Regions from separate parts of the Zea mays genome. Here region 1 is linked to region 2. The links are chromatin contacts, called in public Hi-C maps. All regions are on one chromosome and are shown on one strand. Each heading gives the region's core, a stretch centred on a gene start, on an enhancer-like site or on the middle of the called end of the contact. The rest is flanking DNA. Distances are from core to core; before and after follow the strand shown. Region 1 has its middle 33 kb from the start of LOC100286138. Region 2 holds the start of LOC100282216 (prostaglandin E synthase 3).

Region 1 (4,003 bases), core at 212-2,711, 52 kb after region 2:
AAATCAGTGATCACTATAAAACTTTGGCACATTCAACATTAGGAAACATATGGATCATCTTCTAATAACAACAAGAAACATTAATAATGACCATGCCTTAGGTTCATATACTCTATCATGCATATGAACACTTAATTCATATGTGTATGCGAGAGAGAGCATCAGATCACGGAAACACTTTCCGTGTGTTTGGTTGGCTGGACGAGCGGTGAGGTTGTAGCCACGGATCCTCAATGCGTAGTATGTTTGATTGAATAATCGTTGTATACAGACGCTGTGGGTGCAAAACAATCCATCAGACTACATCGCTGCACATGCATGCAGGCTGGGGGAGTGCTGGCTGCTGTCCAAACACGTGGTCCAAGAACACTTTCAATTTTGTTTTTTGTCATATCTTTTAGTTGAAATAACCAATCACTTCTGATTCTGGTTATATGTTCTTTATGTTTCTGATACCAGACTATCCACCATGCTTCGATGCGCTACTCAACTTGTACACGCACAGAAGAGAGACCGAGTCTATTAGCTAGATCCCATCAGACAATGGTGATGGATGAAGAAACTTTTCGCTTCTTAATATTAGAGAGATCCTTCCAATATATCAATAGTGTAAGTAGTAGATACAAAACATAATCATGGAAGACATAAACATGGATCAGTGGGAGGATGTCGCTGAAAGACGACCCTAAGACCACTGGATTAGTGAACGCCTCCGAAGTCACCAGACCGAATATGGTCTTAATCGAAGAACGCCCGAGACACCAGATCAGAGGAGATCATTGTCTTTGTAAGCTATCGTGGGAGGTCACCGCCGCCATCAACCTACAGTTCCACGAATGATGGCGTAATAACTTCGGTGGATCAAACGGTGTGATCGTTAAAAATAGCGAGGCTAGTGATTGACGGTGATATTGATAACGATGGAGGAGAGGGCTGGTGCAGCCATACGTTTCACGTCTAGTTGACTTGATGCTGTGAGGAGCTATGTTATTATACAGCGAAAAGAGTATTTTTAAAAAAAATCAAATCAACTTTCATTTAAATTCATGTACTTAAGTGCTTTTCATCTATACAAGCAGTAATTAATATTGTCGTTTTCTATTTCGCCCGACATCAGATATAATAATATACAAACAAGAGAGGAGAGAGACCGAGTATGTTAGTTAATTTCCCGTCGAAACGGTTGTGAGTATATGATGAAGGACGAACAAGTCTTTTTTTCCTCTTTTCCCAACCAACAGCTAGCTCTGAACAAATTGGTGCCGGGCATAACTTGGACGCGCATCACGGGGGCCATGTACGCGTCACTTCCGGCGACATGTCTCGACGAAAGTGCATGGTCGCCACTCGCCACCGATCTCTCAATCCCAACGGGCAACCGAAAACCGCACGCATTAACCTGTTTCCGTTGGCCGCCACGCCCACCACCAGACTGTCTCCCTGCTCACTCCTACAGTAGCATATACATACGCTCCTCCAGGTGGAAGGTGTCCATCGCCCTCCCGCATGCAGCAGCAAGCGTCGTCTATACTATACCTGGTTTGGCGTATCCGCATGGAGGCCAGCTAGCAACACGGTTAGAGAGAGTGATTGTGAGCCAATCAAATTTTGCTATTAAAAGTTTTTAACTTTAATTGAGATAATGAAACCCGCTCAAATCAAAAGCACATCAGCCAACTAGTGATCTTATGATTTCAAGATGTTTCTAAGACTCACACGAGACCAACAAAACAAACGGATCGCAAATCGAATACAGAAAAGTCCGAATCGGTTCAAAACCGTGTCGCTCTCCGGTGTTGTTTTCAGCAGCTTGAAAATCAGTTTTCGAATGCGAAACTAAACCAAACGGACTCCGATTGAGCTGAAATTTTTACACACACAATAACAAATGAGTCTTCAAGTTATCCATAAATTTTGAACTTAAACGGATTTGTAAATCAATTTCATATCAGAAAATACGAATATATTTGGGGTTTTATCTTTTTGACCAAAACGAGTTCAGATCAATCCACAACTTAAAACTGTGCAAACCAGAGGTTCTTAGTAGTCTAAGGACTCTTCCAAACCAAACCCAGAGAGAAACTCCAAAACAATCCCCAGCTCAAGAAATCAAGGATTCTTCCAAAATCCAAGGGAGAAGAGAGGAAATGAGCACGAAGACAAAATCGAATAAAAAACTTCAGCACATACAAAACTGAGCAGCCGATTTGACAGACCCTATGAATTAATCTGGGCACCCTTTCTTTGAATGATGGGATGAAGAATACAAAAGCATAGACGACGAGTTCAAAGCATATGTGAATCTTGGGCTAAACTAAGGAATGAAAGCTTGGGTTTTCTAAACAAGAGACTAATGTGTAAGCCAAAGACATAGCTGAAACAATCAGCCCACTTTTCTATTTATAGAGGGTTATTACTACTTCCTAAACTACCCCTAGATACATAGAGCCTATCCACTTAGCTAGGAGCGAAATGGACCAAATCCTAGGATTTTGATCTGACGACCAAGCGCTCCACACGAAGTTGCTTCGCTTTGATACACCCTTCATGATGCCACTGCATTCCGCCTCCGTAGCGCTGGGTGGGTTTTCGAGTCTCAACCACCAAACCGTCGCGGGTGGCACATGGAAAAATGTAAAAAAAGTGTATAGTGGCACATCGAATGGTTATTACCACAAACAAAACAGTAGCTGACATAAGCAGTATCACATCACATAGAAAAAATCAAAACAACATTGCATGTTTTTTACATCGCATAACACATTAAGTAGTAGCACATTGTGTCGCGTAAGTTTCAACCACGCAGAATGAACATTATGTCACAACCATATTGTTTAATCAAACTAGAGCTGGCCTGGGCACGCTATGCTAAGAAAAGATCGACACAGGATCATACTTCTTTAAGAAGTTAGGGAAAGGCATTTTTGCCTGGTTCACGATATGAAATAACATGAAGTAGCGGATCTGTGGCCTGATTAGGATGCTCTTGCTCTTTTCCTGCAAAAGTTATGAATTTTATAGGCCATGGTTATTGATGAACATTTCATATATGTATTACTGAACGATCTGTAGTTATTATCGAACCATAACTGTAGTTTGTTATTGAACAATCTGCAGTTATTACTGAACAATCTGTAATTAGTACTAAACAATCTATAGTTATTACAGAACAATATGTAGTTATTACTGAACAATCTATAGTTATTACTGAACAACTATTTATCGACGTATCGGTAGTTCTTGCTAAACAAATGCATAGTGATTTATTGAACATAATGTCGGGTCATTACAGAGTTGATGACTATTTCTAACTCCCGTTCTACTCCATTGTAGAATTCCATAAACAAATGACGAAGGGTCATTACAGAGTTCGGCTTTTGTTTCAATGTAAGGCATCCCCTAATGTGATATATCGGGGAACTCCATGTCTATGTACACAGTTAACAAATCAGATAACCTTTGTTGAAGATCCAAACAGAATCTACCATGGTATCGATCCTTGTTAGTCTGCTGCTCCCAGTTCTGATAATCTAGAATGTCAATTTGCTTGTGCACTAGGTTGATGCAATATACCACCCAATTAATGTGTCCGACACACAATGGGTATAAACATTAGTGGATAAATTAACAAAAACTTTAAATTAATAACACAAGCCGTTTGCGGCTGAACAAAAAAATACGACATTTTGCTTTATAAAAAATTCTTACAAGTAATGTACGCAACAAATGGCCTTTTGGGCAACACATCCTTATATATTTTCAATGCCAAAGCGATATCAAACTCGTCCTCACTAGGTGCTGTCAGAAGTAACTATGACAAAAAAGAACAGGTGTTGTCAGAAGTAACTATGACAAAAAAGAACTTAATATTAGCAAAATATAAAGCACTATGTAAAACAATTACATTGTGAATGATAATTGGTCGAATAAAAGTACTAACAGATAGCACGGTAGGTAAGAATATCCTATATCCGTGTGCTTTCGTCATGAAAAACTTGTCTTC
Region 2 (4,476 bases), core at 1,307-3,806:
ACCTATTTTTATAATCCACACACGTCCACACCACAAGCTGCGTCGCATGATGGATGCATATAAACTCTGACCAAATATTGTAGCAGCAGTTCACAGGGTTCAGCCAAAAACTAAGACAGCACAACTGTTTTTGTATCCTTTACTTCAATAGGCAGTGAGTGGTTCGACCTCCAGATTTTACACCAAAAATCCAAGGGAACGTCTAGCCTAGCTAGATACCGTGGACACCCATGGCGCGGAGCAAAGTCAAATGATTCTTCATGGCTTCACTTCCTCTGCAGCCGCAGGAGCTGCTTCCTCCTCCTTGCTCTCTTCTGTCTTACCTCCTTCTTCATCTGCATTTTATCCCCCAACACAAAGATTAGTTCCAGAGTTGAGCGTCGCAAAGAAATGGAACCAGTGCAAGGCTGAAATGGTCTTCAAGAGCAAAACAATTTGGACTTCTAATATGACTCTCAGGCTGCTGCTACTGGGATCTGATGACACAAATACACTGTACAAATGCTGAAGTTCAGCAGCAGCAGCAGCAGTCATATACAAATCAACACTTGACCACTTAAACCATACATCACACTGGTGCAGAAATCAACACATAAGACTGGCACATTCATGCCTAAGAATCCTCATGCCACAAATAACTGGGTCTAGCAGGTTGAAATGAGGTGTTGCCGTCCACAACAGACGACTGAACTATCATTGTCAAAACATTTAGCAGCCAAACATCAAGATGAAGTAACAACCAAAGAAATTGAAATCTACATTCCATCCTTCTTTGCTGACAGGGTGATATGTGAGCTATTGCATGCTACTATTGATGTCACTTGAAAAGGGTCAGTGAACTATTCATACTAAGGTTGCAAGACCTTCTAGGCTACTATGTCAATACACCTTCAGAAATAAATTCTGGGCATCCAACAAGATTATTCCAATATCCAAATCACCCAAATAAGTAGTAGAATGTCAGGACTCCCATGATAGTGTAAAGCTACGACTAAATCCAGCAACAACTGCCCTTGAGCAAATAAATAATCATGATGACAACGAGAACGATGTACCTTTGTTAGCACTTTCAACCACATCATCTTCATCATCCCCAATATCGTCGTCATCAGCACCTCCTATGTCCAGTTTCTACAATGACGAAAGTACCATGAAACTTTGCTCCCACCTTAATCGTCAAAGGAGGCTTCCACTAGACACTTACCGAGAAGTCCATACCACCAAAGTCATTAACTGCAATACGAATAATATATGTTACTTCAAGCTAAACTAAATAGTATTGCAGTAGTAAGGAAAGGAAAACATAATCAACCAAAAATGAAACACTAACATCCAGCGTCTTCATCATCCTCGTCCTGCCATTTGTCCCAATCAACCTTCAAGAACACAGGTGGTTTGCCCTCCTGCTTCAGCAGCCTTGGCCACCACCCGCTCTTAGCTTTCTTTATCAGGTAGCATATGGTCCTTGGGGCAATAGCTGCTTTGCTCTCCTGCAAACAGGAGTACAGATACAATTAGAAACCGAAATGGTACATCCATAAGAGAAAAACATGTATTAAATATTAAACTAACCAAACAGCAAGACCGATACAATTAGAAACTGAAATGCTACATCCATAAGAGAAAGCATGTAGTATTAAATATTAAACAAACCTCCACATTCACAGCATCAAACAGCTCAATGTCAAACTCATAGCGCAAGTCATCTGAGCCCTTAGCTGAGAAGTTGAAATGGCCTTCAGGCTTCAAGTTCAGCTTCACATCCTGGGCGTCGGGCAGCTCTATCGTCAAGAACACCCTGTCGGACCTCTGTGCCCACTTAGTGATCGGGTGGCGACTGAAAAAACAACACTCAAAAGTCAACAAATCTCATCGCTAAGCAGGTAGTAGTGCATAAGCAACAGATGCTACCACAGAATATTCAAATCTCACAACACCAGCAACTTGCAGGTTACTGTCCGTTTGGCGCAATCATCTCATATTCCACCCCAATTAAGGAAGCAGTATTAATCACAAACATAAGCGCTAGATGTAGGATTACGGAAAGCAACAAGAGCATGGCTACATCAATCAGAAGATTGGTAGTTTCAGATTTCCTAGCGACAACGCTAAACAAGCTAGTAACAGATTTCTCAGGCGCATCCGTGTCTCCAGGTCAATTTTACCCAACAAACTAGAACAGGCAACCCGCTGAGAACCTACGGGCTAAATAGCACCATGTTATTCGCACACAATCACACGTCCCACCCGCCGCAACCAGAAGAGCACCAAAAAAACAATCACACCGCGTCCCTAAGATCGCATCGAGCTGTACCTCATGCTTCCGCCTCGTGAACGGAGGTGCGCGTCGTGTGGTCTGCGTCGGGGATTTAGGGATTGGGGTTTAGACGTCTTGGGGGAAGACTGCCGATGGGGAGAGGATGCGGCCGCGGCCTGGGTGCGAAGTCAGCAGTCCCGTCAGCAGGAGGTATAAAAAGACGAAGCGGCGGAGCGGGAGAGAATGGAGGGCGACGGGGGCAAACTCGTCAAACTGCGGGATTGCGCGAGTGCTGCTGGTGCTTCCAAAAGTCTCTAGATGGTTCTATTTCCTTCCAGCCCAGACTCCAGAGCCACCTGGATTTTTGCTCCTTTTTATTTTATATAAGGGGGTGTTTGGTTACACCCCGCTAAAATTTAGCTCCTGTCCCATCGAATGTTTGAACCTCTGTTCTGGGTATTAAATGTACTCGGATTATAAAACTAATTTGTCAGCCGAAGATTAAAAGACGAGACGAATCTAGTCCAGTTGGTTGGGTCTATATTTCATACTTCTTTTTAAAAGTCAAACGTTTGATGTGACTCGAGCTAAACTTTAGCAGGAGCAACCAAACACCCCCTAAATTCGTATACTGCACTACGTGTAGTTGAGATATAGGGCGGCTTTGGTTTCAACGGATACTCATAATATACACAATATTTATTAAAGGAGCTAAACGGTACTCATTTCCGTACAGATTTTTTTATAAAATCTGAGTATGCAGTTGAACTTAGATAATGTGGGATAATAGACACGTTACTCAATACTAGAATCTAAGGCTTCCCAAACGCAGCCATACTCCCTCTGTCCCTCACAGTTTTGTTGTTTGAACAAATATATAAAATATCAATAATTATGGTATACAAATATAATTGTTAATTTAATATTGAATATATTTTTTATAACAAATATAATAGAGATTTAAATATAGATGCTATATTTTAAATTTAAGAAAACGATATATTCAAAATTAACAAGTTTATGAATGGATCAGGTCTGTCCCTTGTCAGCGCAAAGGAAGCGATGGCACATGGTCTCCATTTTTTTTGCTATAAAATTTAAATGATTGTTTTTATCCGTTGATCTATTATTTCACTGACTACAAGATTTGAACAATATCAGGAGAAAATCTTTGGTTTTTTTATTCACATAAGTTGTGCCCTTTATATGACAAAAATTTATTGTGTTCTTATACTCAACTTCAGATGGCACTAAAGAAACATTCTTACATCGACGGTAAAGATTTACATATAGAGCTAGTTTGAAACTATATTTTTCCAAAAGATTTTCATTTTCTCAGGAAAGGACTAGTTTGAAAACCACATTTTTCCAACGGAATTCCATTTTTCCAAGGGAAATTAGTTTATTTTCTCTTGTAAAAATAGAAATCCCATGAGAAAATGGAGTTCCCAGACTAGCCCGAAAAATGAACTAATTTTCCATAGGAAAATAGAAATCCCTTGGGAAAATAAGGTTCCCAAACTAGCCCATAGAGTTAATATTTCTCCAAGAATTTTTCTCTAACGGCTATCTATCTCTAGCAGCTTAGCCTATCCGCAACGGTGTCTTCTAAATCCCCCTATATGCTACTATGCAGCCACGTCAGCAAGATTTCATTCTCTATATTCACTCTTTCCGCAATAGATTCCTCTAAATTATCCCTCTATAGCCACTCCAACCATAAAATATTATTTTTCATACCTATACATCACCATTTACCATTTTTTCTATTACAAATGACTGCGTGCACAAAGTTCAAGGGGAGGGAGTCGACTGCCGCTCCCCTAGATCTGTGGAGAGAGAGAGCCTCCTCCTCGTTCGAATTTAAAAACTAATGTTAAATAAAAAAGTTAGTCGATTTGCAACGTTTTACAGGAAACCAATAAACAGCCCTTAGAAACCGACGAATCACCGATCATGCACGGGTACACACATGGTGACACGTCTACGATACATGTACAGTGAAAGTCGCCTAGAGGGGGTGAATAGGCAAATCTGAAATTTATAAACTTTAAGCATAACTACAAGCTGGGGTTAGCGTTAGAAATAAAGTCGAGTCCGAAAGAGGGCGAAAAACAAATCACAAGCAAATGAGGCGGATGACACGGTGATTTGTTTTACTGAGGTTCGGTTCTTGCAAACCTACTCCCCATTGAGGTGGTCACAAAGACTGGGTCTCT

Evidence for each region. Hi-C and Micro-C count contacts between places; a contact is called where the count stands out from the background.
Region 1: a Hi-C map of leaf shows a contact between it and region 2, with 2.9 times the contacts expected there. The contact joins the enhancer-like site here to the promoter of LOC100282216 in region 2. A contact is called at or near these places in 5 of 25 Hi-C or Micro-C datasets (ear, endosperm, leaf and 1 more).

Annotation. Positions count from the first base shown.
Region 1 is chr9:125,044,305-125,048,307 of Zm-B73-REFERENCE-NAM-5.0, forward strand. No RefSeq gene overlaps it. Among protein-coding and RNA genes, the nearest start is that of LOC100286138, 33 kb to the right of the region's middle. Within about 2 kb of position 1,462, at least 10 of the 20 cell types and tissues checked have an H3K27ac peak or open chromatin away from gene starts, as enhancers often do. A contact at or near this core is called in leaf, where this site is marked.
Region 2 is chr9:124,991,374-124,995,849 of Zm-B73-REFERENCE-NAM-5.0, forward strand. It overlaps LOC100282216 (prostaglandin E synthase 3), which reads right to left and starts at 2,557. Exons shown (of 6, transcript NM_001155128.1): 1 at 2,315-2,557; 2 at 1,654-1,837; 3 at 1,331-1,490; 4 at 1,205-1,233; 5 at 1,056-1,131; 6 at 55-335. The coding sequence starts at 2,319. The coding sequence ends at 259.